2 separate regions of the Mus musculus genome follow, and region 1 is linked to region 2. A link is a contact called in public HiChIP or PLAC-seq data. All regions are on one chromosome and are shown on one strand. The core of a region is the stretch at or near the end of the contact, and the rest is flanking DNA. Distances in the headings are between cores, read along the strand shown.

The links. HiChIP or PLAC-seq counts read pairs in DNA pulled down with a chosen protein or histone mark.
Region 1: a contact with region 2 is called in an H3K4me3 HiChIP or PLAC-seq map of the SCID.adh cell line, with 13 read pairs. The contact joins two enhancer-like sites. A contact is called at or near these places in 1 of 115 datasets of contacts at active chromatin or transcription factors (the SCID.adh cell line) and 1 of 9 other capture datasets (adipose tissue).

The regions. Positions count from the first base shown.
Region 1 is chr2:72,491,962-72,497,369 of GRCm38.p6, forward strand. No RefSeq gene overlaps it. Among named protein-coding and RNA genes, the nearest start is that of Cdca7, 18 kb to the left of the region's middle. Within about 2 kb of position 1,265, at least 11 of the 459 cell types and tissues checked have an H3K27ac peak or open chromatin away from gene starts, as enhancers often do. A contact at or near this core is called in the SCID.adh cell line, where this site is marked.
Region 2 is chr2:72,328,685-72,333,917 of GRCm38.p6, forward strand. The region is part of intron 2 of Map3k20 (mitogen-activated protein kinase kinase kinase 20); the gene reads left to right. Among named protein-coding and RNA genes, the nearest start is that of Gm52556, 20 kb to the right of the region's middle. Within about 2 kb of position 2,602, at least 24 of the 459 cell types and tissues checked have an H3K27ac peak or open chromatin away from gene starts, as enhancers often do. A contact at or near this core is called in the SCID.adh cell line, where this site is marked.

The sequences.
Region 1 (5,408 bases), core at 15-2,514, 160 kb after region 2:
AGTCTATCACCTAGTGTCTGCCCTGTTTCTCAGGCTTACGGGTGCTGTAGAACGCATCACGTTTCCTACTTCTGCTTAAATGATGTTCTTGGCCTGGTGTGCTGGCGCATGCCTTTAATCCCAGCACTCTGGAAACGGAGGCAAGCAGATCTCTGAGTTCAAGTCCAGCTTGGTCTACAGAGCAAGTTCCAGGACAGCCGGGACTACACAGAGAACCCCTGTCTCAAAAAACAAAATCAAACCAAAAAGAAACAAAGACGTTATTTCAAAGATGTTTAAATTTTATGTATGAGTGTTTCCCTATATATATGTAAGTTCACTGTATGCATACAATGTTCATAACAGAAACCCAATTAGGACATAAGCCTCGCTTCATATGCAAGTTACATTTTAAATTTTTTATTTTATTTTTTTGTTCCATTTATTTTGAAGGCTATAAATGTCTCTTAATTCCTTATTATAGGAAAATGGGACTTCATAATTGAAGTCACCCATAAGCCTACCACTCGCCAATTGCTACAGTTCGAGTTTGGCTTCTTGGGCTGAAGATAACGTTTACTACTGTATTAAGCGACATAATTACATTGGCTTTCCTTCAGTTAGGCATCTCAGCCTTTAGCCTCAAAGGAGAGTATCACCATGGATGGTATTCTCTATTTAAGACAAAAATGATTTAATCATATTATTTTATGTTTGAGTGCCTGTATACATTTAAGTGTAACTGTAAATATATTATTTCTGCTTTACCTACACAGATGTATGTATACAGGAATGGGTGGGGAGACCACAGGACAACTTGTGGGAACTGGTTCTCTCCTACGCACGGGTCCTTAGGTTTGAAGTCGAGTTGTCAGGTTTTATGGCAAGTGCCTTTACCCATCTCACTGGCTCAGTTTTCTATTTGAACAGTACAGTGATTATTCAAAGCTGTATCACTCTTTATGTGTGTGATAGTTGGGAACAAACCCGCTGTTTCTTATAAGCTAGGCAGGTGTTTTCTCACTGAGCTACACCAGAGACTTGTGAATTAAAGTTTTCTTCTCCCTTCTTAGAAACTTCAGCTCTTCTCCCAGGTTTACAGTTCACCTTTCCCTCCTAACACTTTACCCTCTTGCCATTCAGTCCAGGTCTCTCATCTGTGTATCGCTTCTCGGTCATTCCACTTTGCCTGGAATCCTCTTCTCGAGAAGGCACACTTGTCCCCGTTTTGTGCTGCACACTTGTCTTGCCGGGGTGACGTAATGGTTAGTATTCTTTGTCAACCTGATAAGATCTAGCGTCACGGAGGAGACGTTCCGCTGCTGGGCATGCGCAAACACTGATCAGGATGGCTGACCAGGTGCCTCAGTTTCCTGCGGCCATCCTCTCCCTGCTGTGAACTACCCGGGACTGTGAGCTTCCTTAAGCTGCTGTTGTTAGGGTCTTTTGTGATAGCCACAGGAAAGGTAACTAATAGCCATCGTTCTCTAATGTTCATTTCCCTTCTGCTGGTTTCCTCTCTCGTTTTACTGAAGACTTCCTCCGGCAGTTTCCCCCAGAAAGAGTAGGAGAGACATCCTTGCATGCATTGGAAATTATTTTGTTTACAAACCTGATTAGTAGCTTGGATGGAATGAGGATTTGAAGTAGAATTGTTTCTCTTGGTTTTCCTGCTTGCGTTCTTCGGCACCCAGAATCTATTCTGGGTGGCTAAAGAAAGATGCTTCTGGTGTCAGCATGTATTTTTCTCTTGATGCTTTTGAGATTTGATTTTTCTGAGTACTGAAACTTCACAATGAAGCATCTTGGTGGCTTTTGCTTTGCTGGCCCCCTCCCCTGTTTATTCTGACCAACACTCTTCAGTTAAAATTATCCTATTCCGGCCAGGCATAATGGTACCTGCCTTTTATCCCAGCACTGGGAAGCAGGTGGATCTATGCGAGTTTGGGGAGTGAGTTAGTTCCAGGATATCCAGAGCTGCACAGAGAAACCTTGTTTTGAAAAACCAAAACCAAAACCAAGTCCTACTTTTCTAGGGAAAATTTTCTATTATTAAATATAACTTACTTCCCTCAATTTTGTTGTTACTTATGTGTGTGTATGTGTGTGTGTGTGTGGTTTTATTCTCTCTTTCCTATGTTCCAGATCTTCTGTATGGATTCCATGTTTTCATCTCTTTCATTCATGTAGACTCCTACATCTAGTGAGGTTGCAAATCCTTAACCTAGGTTCAATCATGTAGAATTGCTATTTATGTACAACAACATGATCAAATACCAGGAATTTCATATAATTCAATTAACACTGTTTTTTAGTAATATTTTTAACTTTCAAGAGTCCCTTCTTGTCCTGTCATTATTCATTTTCCATAGAATCTATTTTAAATTTCTTTAAGAATACTCTTAAAAGAAAAAGTCTTTTCAGGCTGGCAAGATGGCTTAGCAGGTAAGAGTACTGACTGCTCTACCGAAGGTCCTGAGTTCAAATCCCACAACCATACGGTGGCTCACAACCACCCGTATTGAGATCTGATGCCCTCTTCTGGTGCGTCTGAAGACAGCTACAATGTACTTATGTATAATAATAAATAAATCTTTGGGCCCGAGGGAGCAGAGTTGACCGGAGTGAGCAGGGTTGACTGGAGCAAACAGAGGTCCTAAAAAAATTCCATGAAGGCTCACAACCATCTGACCCATCTGTATAGCTACGGTGTACTCATATATATAACACTAAATAAAAAAAAAATTACTCTTTTCTTAGGTCCCTTCAATTCAGTTCATTTTTATCCTTTTGTGAACTACAGCTTTTCTTTCTGCATCTGCTGGTTTCTCAGAATCAGCATGTCTTTAGGAATGGGGCCACGAGAGGCTGCCCCTGGTTAGCTGACCAGGCTTGCTGTGGGGCGAACTTGACCTCAAGTAAAGACTGGGAACTAAGTCTGTCTTCAAGAGACCTGACCTCCAAGTCTAGATTTACCAGAAGTTTCCAGAACACATGTGACTTCACCTAGTTCTCCATGGACAGTTGACTTCTACTCCTCAGCAGTGAGGGAGGGGAACCAAACAGACTTTCCATCTGTCTGCGGGAGACATCCAGGCCGAGTTGCATTGCACCCACAGGTTGGGGGCATTCCCCCATATCACAGTGGCTTTGCTCTGTCTTGCTGAGTCCCAACACTCATGTACTGACTTACCTTCCCTAATCTGCTTAAAATTCAATTCTCCAAGAATGTGCCCTGTTAATGATGCAGCCACAAATATATGCACAGAACACGCCATGCTCCAGCAAGAGAAATGAGTACAAAGTGGTCAACCATGTTGAAAGAGAGAGCTCTTTAAAGCATTCTTATTTTTCAAACACAGGGGAAGTAACGTGATCAGATGTCAGCGATCTTAAGGGAGTCGCTCTAAGAGGAGACCCAGTGTCTGCCTTGGTCTCTCTGTACCACAGCATCAGTCCTGCTGTCTATTACTCTGTGGAAATGAGCATCCTTACAAAATCCAATACATCAGTGTGGGTTTAGTTGATGTTCTGACTACAATGTTAATCTGTATTGTAAGGAATGTGGAATGTTAAAGCACAAAGGAGAACTCAGATCTCATCACCCTGAGGTAAACACTCTTAAAACTCAACATTTAAAACTCTCTGTATCTGGGTATATATGCGTTTTATCTATCTTTCATCTATCTATCTATCTATCTATCTATCTATCTATCTATCTATCTTATTAACAAGATATCGGGGATACTGTTTTGCAATGTACTTTTTCAAGTTAGGCTTTTGTCCAAACACGATGGATCAATTTTGCTCAGACTGATCAGTTTTCTCTGATCATTTCAAAGCAAATGCCCCTGAGAGGGCTTAGACAAGAGAGAACTGGATTAATTAATGGCTACTGTAGGGTCCCAACTCTATTCCTGAATGAGTGCTGTGGAGATAATTTGGTTGAGAGATGGAGGAGGCTGGGTTTTTTGTTTTTGTTTTTGTTTTGTTATTGTTATTGGTTTGGTTTTTTCCTTTTAAAAAAATTGGTTATTTTATTTACTTACATTTCAAATGTTGGCTCCCAATGGAAGAGTTAGAGGAAGGACTGAAGAAGCTGAAGGGGATTGCAACCCCATAGGAAGAACAACAATATCAACTAATGGGACTTCCCCAGAGCTCCCAGGGACTAAACCACCAAGCAAGGAGGCTGGGGTTTGAGCAAAGAGGCTCACTGCTTGTGAATGGAGAGGGACAAGGACTAGGGGGAAGCTCCTGGCTGTGGGTAGGTGGGATCAGCTTCAGGTTTTGCTCATCCCTCTAGGCAGGTCTAGAATAAAGAGTTTGATCCCAAATAAGAGTAACTAGGCGTCCATGCCGGGCAGTGGTGGCACACGTCTTTAATTCCAGCACTTGGGAGGCAGAGACAGGCTGATTTCTGAGTTAGAGGCCAGCCTGGTCTACAGAGTGAGTTCCAGGACAGCCAGGGATATACAGAGAAACCCTGTCTCAGGGAGTAACTAGGCTTTCCTAAGTCCTTTCTGGGCACAGGGTACTGTGTTCTGGAACTGCTACTTTAACCCTTTCAACAACCAAACAGGTTGAATTTGCATATTCCACTTTAAGAACAAGGAAACGGGACTGAAATTTTGTCCAAGAGAGGCAGATGGCGTTTTCCAAGAAATTGCCCTAACATCATATTCCTGGGTTCATCTCCTTTCCCCAGTGTCACTCATTCCCTTTGCCCTGTAGTCTGATGCACCCGTACTTGCCCTGCCTCCAAAGGTGGGTGTTCTTTCATTTGTTTCATTCTGTTGTTGTGATGCCATATCCTGACAAAAAGGAACTTGGGGGAGAAAGGGTGCATTTTAGTCTCAGGCTACAGTCCATCTTAGCAGGAAAGGTAGGTTGGGAAGACCTGAAAACAGTGGGACCAAGTCCCATAGGTTAGTGGAGAAAATGAACGCATGCGCACTAGCACACAACTAGCTTTGTCTAGTACAACTTAGGGCCCCCAAAGCAGGCACTGGTGTTGCTGGCTTTCATGCTGGGTCCTATCACTTTAGTTAAGACCATCAAGATAACCCTCCAGCCAGCCAGGCACAGTGCCACACAGCTTCTAATCCTAGCACTTGGGAAGCTGAGGAGGAGAGATCTTTGTGAGTTCAAGGTAAGTCTGGGTCTCCAATTGTGAGTTCCAGGACAGACAGAGCTAAGTAGTGAGACTCTGTTTCCAAAACAAAACAAACAAAAAACAAAAACAAAAACAAGACAAGACAAAACAAAACAAAAAACAAAATATATAAATCTCCCAGGGTGAGCTGATCTAAACTACTCACTGAAAACCTCTTCCTAGTTAAGCCTATGGTTGTGTCATGTTGACTATAAAAACTAATCTGCCAAGCAAGCATTTGTCTTGATGATTAGAACATTGGGAAATGTCAGTG
Region 2 (5,233 bases), core at 1,352-3,851:
ACTTAAACCCTTTCTGCCCCAACTTGCTTTTGGTCATGGTGTTTGTAAGAGCATTAGAGAGCAAGCTGAAAGAACAGCTGCCCTGCCCTCTCTTTCCCGCAGCAGAGGGACATTTTCCCAGTGTGTTTTCATCGTGTTCATCCCTCCACACAGCCCTCGTCTTGGGTACTTTTGTGTGCCTCTGACCCAACCTGACCCTTCCCGGTGAGATGCCCACTGTTGTGTTACAAGACCAGAATCCCAGGTGGTTGTCCTGTACCACTTCACCAGCCTTGTGACCCATGGCCAGTTAGTTACTTAGCCATTAAATCTCACGTTCTACAACATGGACATGTTAGTAGAATTGTATAGGCTTATTAAGGGAACTAAGCTAGTACCCAAGAGGCATTAACACAGTGCCTGCCACATAGGAATATTAAGTAATATTCATATATATGTGTATATATACATATATATATACACACATATATACATACACACACACACACACACACACATATATATATGTGTATATATATATATATATATATATATATATATATATATCCCTACAAGCTGAGGATCTAGGGACTTGTGTGTGCAAGGTTATCCCTTTATCACGCTGCCACCCTTTTTTTCCTGGCCTCTTTGTGCTTCCAAACTGCCTACAGTATTATATTTTACAGATAGTAATAAAAATATTTATTGACTTTAAAATGCGGTTTATTTATTTCCAACCTTAAATAAGTGTTTCTCTATTAAGTTGGTAATGGAGACAAACACAGTTTAGGGATGTTGTGTTTTTAGAGACTGTCTCTCTTTGTAGCCTAGGATGGCTCTCAGCCCTTACTTCTTCTGTCTCTGCCACAATAACTGTCTTAGGGAACAACCTTTTTTAATACTTTGTCTAATGCCCCCCTCCATATTTTAAAGATGAGGGATTGATTGATTTTATTTCATTCTATAAATTTATAAGGCAGTACAGTAACAAAGCACTGTTCATTTTTAGGCTCTTTTACCACTAGAAGCTGATATGGAGTGTTCTTATCTATGGGATTAAGCACAGGTATGGTCTGAAAGCTGATGAAGTGACAGGGAGAGGGGATGAGCAATGCGGGGACTGCCACTTCCAAACTGATGCGTCTGGAAGAGCTTCCCTCCTGGTACCTGCAACTGAAGGCGCAGTAAAACGAGAGGCCAGAGTTTAGCACCGAGGGCGAGTCGTTCAGGCTAGGGTGTGAGAATTTAAACCTAAGAGACAGCCGAGAACCAGCTTTGTAGACTATAGTCTTAGAGCCTACAAGGGCCTCAGAAGATCAGTTTTCTTAACTACATATCAAAATGACCTGGTGGGCTTATGAAAATATTCTACAAGGATTCTCATTAACTCAATTCAGAGTGGAGCCTCTGTGTGTGTGTGTTTGTGTGTGTGTTCATTTCCCCCACTTATGAGCAGTCATGTCTCATGCATCAGGGGAATGGACAGGCATTTAGGAGCCACTGAGACAAGAGACTCTAGGTATGACAGTGATTGCTTGCTAGGTCCTTTGGTTATCTGGACCCTTGAATTACTTCTGCTTATGGGAACTTCCTATTAAGACATCCTTTCTTCTTTTGAATTGTTCTCTTTGAATGGCCTTATATGGTTTGCCTATAGTATTTGCTTCAACTTGGTTCTGTCTATTGGTTCTAGTCTGTCTGTTACACTACATAAATTAGACCTGCTACCTCCTCCCTCTGGCAGCCCTTAAACACTGTCTCTGAAGGCAGCCATGATGCTCCCCTTTAACTTTATTATTTCGGCTGCAGAGACCTCTGCATCCTTATTGTACTAACCCCAGGTTAATTCAGAAGGCAACCACTAAGTGATGAATATATTCTAGACGTGTGCGGAAGTTGGAAGACTCACAGGAACCAAACAGCTGGCAAGATAAATTCTTAAGTGTTCTTAAAACAGGCGAGGCTCTAAAATGTCAGCTATAGACTTAGAGGCCTGCTTTGAAATCCCCAGATCGTCCACTTGACTAGGTAAGTCTGTAGGCATGTTGTCTGACAGCCTTGCCTTGGATTTCTTATTCTGAAGGTACAAGCCATCTCAGTACAATGTTTAGTTCATAGTAAGTGCTCAGTATATTTTATCATTACTTTTAAATGCTGAACTTTATGACCGTGATGGGAGCAAAAAAGTTTGGATTACTATTTGAAAGGTAAAATTTATCTGGTCCTAAAATTCAAATACAGAAATAAAGTTTTTAATAAACAAATTAGTTGATTTGCAAGTAAATTTTCCAGTGCATAAAGAACACTTACTTTTTATATAATTAAGTAATCTTGCTCAGTGTCCTGTTGCATGCCTCTGCTGATAAGTTAGTTCATGTCTGCTTCTCTCTGCTGCTATGGCAAGAGGACCAGTGGCTGCGTTACCAGATTCACTATGAACCCGGAAAAAAATGTCAGCAGGTCTGAGCAAGAGCTCAGGCAGTGGAGACAGGAACAAACAAGAACAATGGAAAGACGAAACAGCTCGTGTAGAATCTGGAAAAGTAAGTGTAGGTAGAGTAATGAGGAAGATGTGGCTGGGCGGGACGGTTCACTGTTGGCTTACAACGTTAAAACGTGAGGTGTTTGCCAGAGAGCTTCCTGTGGTTTTAGAACTGCAGTAGACATTTGAACAGGGCCAGGACAACTGCCCCTCTTCTCTGTTCCAGATCTATATCTGTTTGCACTTGTCAGCTGAGGTAGCTGGCTCACGTGAACTCATGTAACGGATCTAATTCCGGGCCAGTAAAACCCTTGAGTTTATGGTGAAGTGCGGTAAACATGGTGGCAGTCTTGTTACTCTAGCTGACTTCGTCACATTCACTCACTAGCTTCTGTGCACATTGAATTCCTATGAACGGAAACTTTAATTAAAATCTCAAGGATTGCAGCAGATAGATGGCTGTTAAATTTGCTTTGCATTCTGTAGGAATGTCACCGCTGGAGCGCATGGTCAACAGTGAGTTTTCTGACAGAAGCAATTGTGATAACTGACCACCGTGCTTTAGAAAGTTGTACTGGAAACATTAGAAACATCAGTGCAAAACTGGCGGTAACAAGATCAGTGTAAGAGCTGCGTTGAGTGAGCCCGTGTTGCACATACAGAGAGAAAGGATACCCTAGGAGTAAGGAAAAGAACAAAGTGCCCTATTTGGTGATGGTAACATGTGACTTTATCTATCTGTCTGTGTATCTGTCTATCTGCCTGTCTATATATCTGTCTATCTCTCTCCTTATTCAGTGTTATAATGGCAAACATTCCAAGTATAAAAATCAATATCCTGAAGATGACTGTTTTTCTAACCATGTTTGGAAACTAAGCATGAACATTCGAAGCCGTTTGCACACAACATGACAGTTTCCACCAGCCTTAAATTGGCATCTTGGGATGGTGTGCGCTGCAACACCTGAAGAGCCTTCTAGAGGAGGAAAGAGGCAGAAGGTGAGGCTGAGAGGGGGATTCTAATGACGATCTTTTGAATAGTGCCAGTTCAATCCCTAAAACAAAAAGCCAGATCTTTTTTTCCCCTAAATAATGTGCTCTCCAGCCTCACCTCTCATCCTGAGAAACATGAAAGAGGAAGTGAAAGAGGTGACCCAAATCACAGAGTGCCTTTGATAGGAGGGATTCGGCTGTTTTGAACACTTACAATCAAAGGAAGTGCTTTCCCTAATTACGTGAACTATGTGAGATCTCTCAGAATAGCTCTTCCTCCCCAGGATTCCTTGCACTTTAGAAGTTTGCATAAAAGCTCACATGGAGAATCAGATGCAAAGTGTTTGATTCAGATTTTATTAGGCAGAAGTGTGCCCACGTCCCTCCAGCAGCTTGGCAGCTGCTTAGGTGTAGGACCACTCTACCTGGTTTTGATGTGGCTGGCTTTCAGACCTGCGACACTAGGATCTTTGTTCCATCTTTTTCTTGCAAGAAGCACCAGTTTTTAGGGATAGTAGTTACGAAATATCCAGAGGATTGTGGTCTTGCCACTTGCCTCCCCCAACCTGAAAAGGGGCTTAGAGGTTCCATGCACAAACTTGGCATGGGAATGCATGATGTCTTATGTTTGCTGATGCAGAATGTCAGAATGCTTGGTTTTATTATGCTCTCCTGTCTATCTTTCATACATTTTAAATATAAGAGTAACTTACTGTGAAATGTACTACAGAATTCTTTTTTTTTTCACTCTCAGAATCTAGACTAGGAATCTTCCAGAATCCTTATAATAATAGAGGTTACAGCTGTGTTAACTTTTTACATTGGGAGAGTATCCTTGGTGTTGAGGTATAGCATGATATACATGTAAGGAGATGATCCCTCCTCTGTTTGGGAAGGCGGGCAGCCATATCATGGGCCAAGAAAAAAAAAAGGCATTTCTTTTCACTCACCTGTCAGGCTGAGATGTTTTTTCTGTATAAGCAAGTTTATATATGAAGGAGATTGTCTGGTAATCATATTTAATAGTGAGAAGTGTTTTCTGTCAGCCAGTCAGTATGTGGCTGTTACTGTATTTTATAAATTACTCAGGTGAAAGTCTGTGTGATCTAAAGGAGAGGAAAGGAGCAGCCCCCAAGCAGAAGGAGAAACTTCTACTTTATTCAGTATTGAAAGCACTAGCTGGAACTGTAGCCTGTACAGCATTTCCTAATATGCTTGGCTCTTGAGCAACGGGATGTAACATAAAGGGAATTAAAAATGTTCTTCAGCCAGCCAACCTACACAGGGCTATCAAGCAGTTTCTGTCTGCTTTCATAATCCTCATTGGCCGCAGGTATGTGGCTTATTTCAAAGACATTTAGAAAGTTGAACGTGATAGATTGCACCCTTAATCTAGCATTCAGGAAGTCAAGACAGGAAGATTCCTGCAGCTACCTACATAGACTTGTCATAAAAGAGAAGGTTGAATATTACTGAATGATAGGCATTTAAAATACTTAAGCAGTTACAGGCAAAACCCATCTGCCTTCTTTCTGATATTTTGAGCCACTAGGGACCTTGTGCCCCATAAATCACAATTCAGCTTTTTGTTCGAGATCAAGAATTTATCTAAGTCACTCTAGATAGTGAGAATTATATATTTGTTGCTAAAATTCCACGGGCTCCCTACAAAATGAGTTCTATAATCCTTACCATCCAGAAGTTCTCCTTAGTGGTTGGCTTATGTAACTTCTATTAAGACATTAACCTAGGATGCCTTGTGCCATTCCCAATGCTGAG